Regions from separate parts of the Triticum aestivum genome. Here region 2 is linked to region 1. Evidence: chromatin contacts called from public Hi-C data. All regions are on one chromosome and are shown on one strand. Each heading gives the region's core, a stretch centred on a gene start, on an enhancer-like site or on the middle of the called end of the contact. The rest is flanking DNA. Distances are from core to core; before and after follow the strand shown. Region 1 has its middle 3.7 kb from the start of TRNAV-AAC. Region 2 holds the start of LOC123165104 (peptidyl-prolyl cis-trans isomerase CYP40).

Region 1 (4,495 bases), core at 135-2,634:
GAACCCAAGCTATCAAGCACAAATTTACAGGAACCAACCATGGCGCCAGACACAAATTCACGTCAAAGAAGAGATACACTTGATTTTATACTGAAAACGCCCGAGATTATCATCAGTTGGCTCGCAACGTATTGGAAAAAATCGATGGAAATTTATACAATATGGATGAAATTCCATCATACATGTGCATGTGTCCTGTTAAATGAAAAAAATGGTGAAATTTTATACAATATGGATGAAATTTTGCACGGTATCATTCTGGAACTTTATGTTGCGTACTTAATTTTTTTCCAAAATAAAATAAAATGGGCTGATTTACATCTGGAGACATATTATGAAACCAGAAATTTTTATGATCCAGTTTTTTACGGGGAACCTATTTTTAAAGTTAGGTACGGTGTGCAAATTTGCAAAATAAAAGTAAAAATTAGTATGGCAGCCAACTATATATAATAAAAATTCGGATTATCTCTTTAGAGGACGAATGTCATCCAGGTCAAGGGTTCAATCCGCGGGCTCCTATTTTTTGTGTAGATTTTTGATAATTTCTGTCTTATGAGGATACGAAGATTCCAGTTATGCTAATTAAACGTCAAGCACCACTGGTATGTTGGCTACCCATGCGTGGCACTAAGAAGTAGATCATGGTTTGAACCCCACCCACATCAACATTTTTCCAAATTTTTTTGACAGATCCTATACGTAAAGAAATAAAATCAAGTGTGTCTCTCTATGGACACCAACTTGTACTATGTGCAGTGGTTAGGACGTGTATGTACATGCTCGAGGTCACTAGCATGAATCTCCCCGGGGACATTTTTCCTTTTACATTTTTCCCACCCCATCTCGCGCTGACAAGCGGGTCCAGACAAGGGTCTTTTGCGTAATTAAATATAAACTGAGGGGTGTTTCTTCAAAAAAATTGCACGTGTCACATGAAGTGCTTCCAGTCACTGACAGTGGCCCCGCCATGCTATCACGCTACGTAAGCGCGGGATACATTGAATACGGGCAAAGTGTGACCGTGTGACTGCAATTTCGTATTTTTAAACTTCCAGCATCAAACTGAATATGTGATGCAAGTTTTATGACTCCTGGTGCTCAATATTTAGGGTCTTCGCTAGAGTTGCTCTCACTCGGCGGAAAAAGGCCCGCGTCGGCTCCACCGCCCGCCCTGCCTGCCCCTGCCTCTCGGGCGCCGTGATTTGGCCTCACGCTGTCCTGACTTCCCAAGCTATTCTGCCTCCTCCTCCCCCAAATCTGGTCTCCGCCCACGTCGGGTCGCTGTCCCGTCACCTGGCGGAGCGGCGCGGGACGTCGACAGCACACGGCGGTCGGCGCCTCAACCGGCCGGGCCCCTCACCCCGTGGCCACCCTCTGCGCGGCGCGTAGCGTAGACCGTCGTCGCCAGCCTTTCTCTCGGGTTCCTGCACCGCGGCGCGATCGGCCATGCTGCGGCGGGCATGCGCGGCCGTCCCGGCCATTTGGCTGGCAAGTACAGACGTGAGCCGGTGGCGCCGTCCGTGTCCTGCAATTATTGGGGGCTGTCTTGGATTTCTTGGCCGCGCACAGTCGAGAGAGTCAAAGCCATAGTTGAGTGCAGTTATCGTGGTGGCCCGGGAGCTCGGTGCGGTTGCAGACTTGCAGGGTTGCAGTTATCGTATTGTCTGGTTCGTTCATGACGCGAAGAGATTCAGATGAAGTAGTGAAGGCCTCACCGACTCCATCGTATACTCCTCCGTCTCGTAATATAAGACGCTTTATAACACTAATATAGTGTTAAAAACGTCTTACATTATAGAATGGATGAAGTATATTTTTCGGAATGAGCCACCTAATAAACGACACAAGTGCGCAACCAGGAAAATATCAGGTGCTCCCAAGCTTTAGATGCTACGTTGATATAAGTTTCTAGGCCATTAGATCTCAGATCCAATGACATCTAAGCATTTTTTATACTTGTGCGCAATTTCTAAACTCTTTAAGTGCCTTTTCACTAAAATAATAAGACCCGAGGAGCTCGTATCACCGTAGTATATGAGGCTTGGAAGCACCTGATATTCTCTCGCGTGCAACCTCTGCCATTTGCACCAAAAGCGTGCGTAGGTGGTGCTCTGGCCCCACTCCGCACGGTCAAGGTATAGAAGTTAAGAAAAAAACAATTCGTCAAGCTTTATTACTCAGAAATACTCCTCCGTACTTGGTGATCTAAAAAGTCTTATATTAGTTTAGAGAGAGAGTAGTTTATACATGAGTGATAGTTGTATCATGAGTTTATAGCAATCAAAGCGTATCTACCTTGAGCTAAAGATGTACAAGTAAACTTGGTTAGATTTTTTTTTCTGAGAAACTATTAGCCTATTTATCTTCAATCATGACAGTACGAAGCACAACAGAGACGATAAAAAATTACAACCAGGTCCGTGGTCCACCTAACGACGACTACAAACATTGGAGCGACTCGAAGGCGCGTCACCGTCATCGCCCCTCCCTCTTGTAGTAGACTGTCGGGAAGGATCAATCGGGAATGTTCGTTGTGCTAAGACCCCATAGGACCAACGCACTAGAGCAGCAACAAACGCCGATGAAGAAACTCGTAGATAAGAAGGATCAAACCTTCAAACACCACAACAGCGAATGAAGACCGGATCCAAACAAATCCATCGAATACCAGCATCAACCGAATCCCGCGAGTCGAAGAGACACACTTCCACACACCCTCCGATGACACCAGACGCACCATCGAGACGGGGATAGAACGCGTGAGGCATTATGCCTACAGAGGGACGTTGTTGCCGCCACACGGCCCCAACCAAGACATTGAACCAAACAAGAATAAAAAAGGGGTCCCTCCCGCGGGCAGGAGACCGAGGTCCTCCGCACCTCTATGGCCTAGAGGCCATTTGAGATGAGGCGGACTAGCAGCGACGCCAACAAGAGGAGAAGGAAACCGTGGGATCTTTTCTTGTTGAGGAAGAAAAAGAAGGCCTTTCCACAAAGCCAGGTTGATGCCAGTAGTATCAAAATGGTGTAAAAGGCATAGATGGTGACCCTCATCCGTCTAGTTTTTCACTTTTCTTTTTTCTATGTTTTCCTATTGGTTTTTATTTTGGTTTTTTGGTTTATTTCTTTTTTGTTTGATTTTTCTTTTTTCCCTATTTTCGATTTTATTATTATTATTATTATTATTATTATTATTATCATTATCATTATTTCCTTATGTAAAAAAACTTGACATTTGTAAATCATAGTTCATTTTTAATACATATAAAATACTTTCTTGATACACGCTCAGTATTTTTCAAATGCATGTAAACAATTTGTCAAATTCACAATAAATATTATTTAAATACACTATGTACATTTTTATACACATGTTGAACATTTTTTTTAACTTAATGAACATATATATTTTAAACGTTTTAACATTTTTTAAATGCCATGAAATACTTTTTTTTTCTCAATGCTACAAACATTTTCTGAGAATTATGAAAACTTTTTTTGCATTTCATGAACATATTAGAAAAACATGATGAACATATTTTAAAACATGTGAATATTTTCTAAATTCTTGGCCATTTGTTTTATTGTCCCAAAAATAAATTAGTACACATTTTTTAGATTTCATGAACATTTTTAAATACATGATGAACATTTTAAATATATGAAAAATATTATTTTAACAGAAAAGACTTTATAAAAACATAATGGGATTTTTTTATGTTGGAAAAAACATTAAATACCTGATAATTTTTCTAATACATGATAAACCTTTTTTAGCAAATTTAGTACAGTAATATGTTTTCAAAACATATTTTTCATAAACATTTTAGAATATTTATATAAATGATGAAATAAAAAGACCAGCAAAATCAAATGTGTTACATAGTATGCAAAAACTAAACTAGCAATAAGACATGTTCATGGGATAAAACCGGTAGAGGCGAGACCACCATGGGACTTGCTACAAGCAAGATCTAGCCAAATCACTAGTTAAGGGGTAGCCCTTGCGAAAATTACTTTCATCTTGTGTGCAGGTGATAAATGACGCACTACATGTACGACACTTGCCACAACCTAGGAGTTTTGCGCTTTTATTGTAGTTTTTTTTTAAATTATCTCTTGAACCATGCGTTCAAATCATGAAACAGTTTCATTGTTGGGTTTTGATATTCGAAACTAGGTCCTACATTAATAGGTTTGGATGAACTTTTCTCCTATAAAAAACCAAAACAAACTAGAAATACAAAAAGTGAAAACAGAAGAAAAAAAGAAACAGAAAAAAAGAAAAACATAAAACACGATAATAAAACATAAACCATGAAGCACAATTGTGCTTTTCACTTTTTCAAGGAAGCACACTTGTGCTTCTCACTTTTTGGGAAAGCACAGGTGTATTTCACACAGAAGGGCAGAGCAAACCTGTGCTTTTCATTTTTCAAGACGCACAATATACTTTTCACTTTTCAAGAAGCGCAGTGTGCTTCACCGTGAA
Region 2 (4,005 bases), core at 786-3,285, 280 kb before region 1:
CCATAAAACCTTTGATAATGCGATGGAAGTATGATCCCTGCAAGAATATCAATTACCAAAGATGTGTCAAGTGCTTACTGTGAAGAACTAGTAAGCGAATCAGTGCAGCATAAACAGTTGTGACAACATCAAACTTTCACCATGACTTTTGTTGGTTGAAATTGGAAAATGGAAATTAGAAAAAATAATAGTTTTCAACACAGAAGAACACCGATAAATTCCATCCGTTAGGAAGAAGAATGATCATCGATAATATCAGAAGTTAAGATGGTGAGTGGCTCTGTCCAGAAACACTGCAACCAAAAATACCCATCATGCACATTCAGAATCCATATCCAAATGCACATCACACAGTCTCCAACAGGTAAGCAGAAAGAAATCAGCTAGTACTACTGCACTTACTCTCAGTTCGCACGCATCACTGTTCTCATAAACATTAGTTTCACTCAGGTTGAGTGCGGAAGGCCAAGCAGTTACCCAAAAGCTAAGCACGTGGCAACCAACAAATTGTGTCCTCACTTTATGTAAGAACAGTGACCAAAACATAAATCAAAATGAGTGGCAAACAAAATCAAGATACAGTGATGGCTTCTGTCCTTCCAAAAGGCTACAAGGCCAGCTGCGCAACGAATGTTTCTTTATGGAGACAAAATTCTCCGGATTACTCAAAATTGGTCTGCTATGTTTTCGCTTAAAATAAAGAGGTGCAGTGTTTTGCACTAACTGGCCTGTCAATGGAATATTTTGTGATGAAAGTACCACATGCACACACTATTGCGAACAGCACCGTAGTTCCTCGCGCGTACAAGAATCTCCATGTGATCTAATCACTGCATTGTAAGGCTGATAGCAAATCATTGCCTATTCATACACAGATTTACGAGCACTGTAGCAGCACGAGGCAGATGTGCCAACTTTTAAGTGGGAAAAAGGAGTGTATTTACCAGGTTCCGACAAGCACATGCCCGCGCACAAAAGCTACCACGTGATGGTACTTATAGGTTAATATATGCATTGTGCAATTTTGGAATGAAGTCAAAAGGGAGGGGGCCCTTATTAACAGTGGCAGGACTTGTGGTACTAGCAGTGTTAACTGTACATCAAAGGACACGAATTGTTTTTTGACAGGCAAAGGACAGGATTTGACATCACAGGGAAAGTAATAGTACTACTTTCTGAGTACAAAGGAAAAAGTAGGCACTGGTCCGGCTAGGTTAGAGCATAGATTGAGCAAAATCCAGCCATGTGACAAAAAGGGGGCGATATTTACAAAGACGGGTTCCAATTATCAGCAGGAGCAGCTATGTAATTACACGGGAAGCAAATCCCTCCCGACCAAAACGAAGCCTCTGAAGAAATTGATCTACAAGAAATAGGAGGGCAGACCATACGAAATCCGGGTCAAAACCCTATATTGTCAATTGCATCAGAAAAAGCAATTTTCGCTGAAAAAGGTAACAGGAGCAGCCAAATCGCACCAAAACTCAGATGTTCTGACACTAAACGGCACAATTATTATGCAAACTACTCCCCAATCGCTCAAGAGTGTCGCTCAACCAGACCAAATTGCATTTTGCACCACTCGAACCACTCGGCGACAGCACCGAAGGAATCAAATCAGAAGGTGCTCTAATCAGTAAGCACTCAATACACTAACCTTATAGTGGAGCGGCTTGCCGGAGGCGCCGACGCCCTTCTCGCCGGTGCAGAGCGCGCGGAAATTCTCCGCCGTCCGCGGGACCACGGACGCGTACAGCTCTATCACGATCCTCCCCTCCATCTCGCCGCCGATGGTGATGTCCATGAAGCACCTCGGGTTTTTCACCTCCGCCGCCGCCGCCGCTGGGGCCGGTGCTGCGCCCTCCATTGCTCCGACGAAGGGACCGGGGATCAAACCCTAGCCTGGGTGGAGCTTGTCGAGGTGCGGCGGAAGCGGAGGTGGTGGTGGCGCTCGTCCGTTACCACGGGAGAATAACGGCGAGAACCGCGTCTGGGCACGAGGGGTGGACCGAGGGGGGTGGGGGTGGGGGCTAGGGTAAAGTTTTCCGGTCCCGGAGTTTTATCGGGTAGGTGTGGGTTTATCGGGTCCTCGCTGAGGGCAAAATAGTCTATTGCAACGTGAACGGTTTTCAGCGTACCTCGGCATCTGGGCCGGCCCAGCCCATGCTTAAATGTGCCTAGCATGGCACGGCCTGCAGCGCACATCTAACATTTTCTGGCCTGATTACCTCAAAAAACACAGAAGAAAAAAAATAAAAATAAAAATAAAATGGACGCCGATAACTGCCACACGTGTGGTGTATCGGTTGGTTGTGCCGCACGCCCTGTGTGGCACGGAGATGACCCCGCCCGCACGACCGCGTCCGGGCGTGCGCAGCCACAGCCCGCACGTCCGGTGTGTGGCAAAATCGCCCACACGTCCGGGCAAACGACCGCGCCGCCCGCATGACCCGGCACGCCAGTCGTCCCGGCCTCCTCTCGATCCCCAGTCCGACCTGCCGCCATCGTCTCCTACCTCTCGATCCCCTACCTCCATCGCCTTCCTTCTCTGGTTGCCATGGCAACCAGGACAGATCCATAGCGCCTTCCCACCGCCAACCACCCACCCCCACCCCCCAACCCCGCCCTCCCAAGACGACGAGCAAAAAGCAGGTCGATCTCCGATCTCCTTCTATTTCTCGTCCTTCTTCTTTCCAGAAATTTGAAATTGCAAATTTGCCCACGAAGATGGCGACTGGATCCACGCTATGAGGGAAAACACCCCACGGATTTATGTGTATTCGCATTTGCCCACCAACATACGCCAGATCTGCCATATACTATGCTAGAGTTGAGCTAAGCTTCTGGGTTGGCTTGGTATGAGTAGTTGGTAATGAAGGATGCGCATGAATCACTGAAAATAGGGAGAGAAAGGAGAAATTTGGCATAGGGAGGGAGAAAAAATATTTGCCACTTGTATCTAACATCAGTTGCCACCTATCGTGGTCGTTAGCTGCCATCATGTTGTCTTGTTGCTTGCCATCCTATTTTATTGGTTGTTGCCATCGCTTCAAAATGATAGCTGGCATCCAGATTTCAGAAAAGAGAATGAATGTGCATGTCCTACTTGCCATGATGTGTTGGTTGCCTACGCAGGAAATGTGATAAGATTGCCGTGTTATCTTCTACGTGCAAACAGCAAGAATGCATTTTGCGGATTGTTGATACGTTCTTGTTCATGCAGTGACTGAAAACACATTGGCAGAAAAAAAAGCGGAAGAATGAATCACGAAGACGGCAATGATCCTTGGTTTTCCCAAAGGCCGGAAATGCCCCCTGGGGTGCAGCAGAGTACAATCAACTCATTTCTGCAGGGCCTTTGCTGCCACTACTGGAGCAGTACGCGGGCATCGGTACGATGCATGATAAACAAAAAAGAAACAGTCGCCATGTTCGTGACGATGAAGATGTCATTCTACTTATGTCCTACAATCTCATTTTTCGCAGGTTCTTATGACCAAACCACAGTCAGGGGGGCACCATGGCAAGTTCAGTCACAGGGCGCTAACGCTGACAAATGTATGGGCAACCAACTTCAAGTAGCTCATGTGGCAAATCAAGGTAACGCATACGAAAAAGAAACTTACTGTTGTGGACATGAAATTAAACTTGCAAGGATGGCAAAAGACTCACGAGTTACATCGGAAAAATGTAGGACCTTCATGCAGCACGTGGCATCAGGCGGCAACCATGTACCTGCCATCAACGTCGTACACAGGTGAGTACATGAAGTGAAGTTGTGGACAGTGAGTTAGAAGAAAGGAACATAGCTGACAGCTGCAGTTGCCATGCCTGGACAGCTAGAGTTGCCATGTGTCATAAAATGTGATTGCAAATGTCTAAAACAAATGTGGATGACACGTGTGAACAAACATGTGTGCCATGGATGCACCGCTACATGTGCCATGTTGAACAAACTACAGTTGCCATGCAATGACCATCTGCTACCATGATCACAGGTTGTTA

Evidence for each region. Hi-C and Micro-C count contacts between places; a contact is called where the count stands out from the background.
Region 2: a Hi-C map of leaf shows a contact between it and region 1, with 5 times the contacts expected there. The contact joins the promoter of LOC123165104 here to the enhancer-like site in region 1. A contact is called at or near these places in 3 of 5 Hi-C or Micro-C datasets (leaf and an unstated tissue) and 1 of 1 datasets of contacts at active chromatin or transcription factors (leaf).

The regions. Positions count from the first base shown.
Region 1 is chr7D:131,492,965-131,497,459 of IWGSC CS RefSeq v2.1, reverse strand. No RefSeq gene overlaps it. Among protein-coding and RNA genes, the nearest start is that of TRNAV-AAC, 3.7 kb to the right of the region's middle. Within about 2 kb of position 1,384, at least 3 of the 8 cell types and tissues checked have an H3K27ac peak or open chromatin away from gene starts, as enhancers often do.
Region 2 is chr7D:131,770,937-131,774,941 of IWGSC CS RefSeq v2.1, reverse strand. It overlaps LOC123165104 (peptidyl-prolyl cis-trans isomerase CYP40), which reads right to left and starts at 2,035. Exons shown (of 9, transcript XM_044582736.1): 1 at 1,658-2,035; 2 at 1-37. The coding sequence starts at 1,867.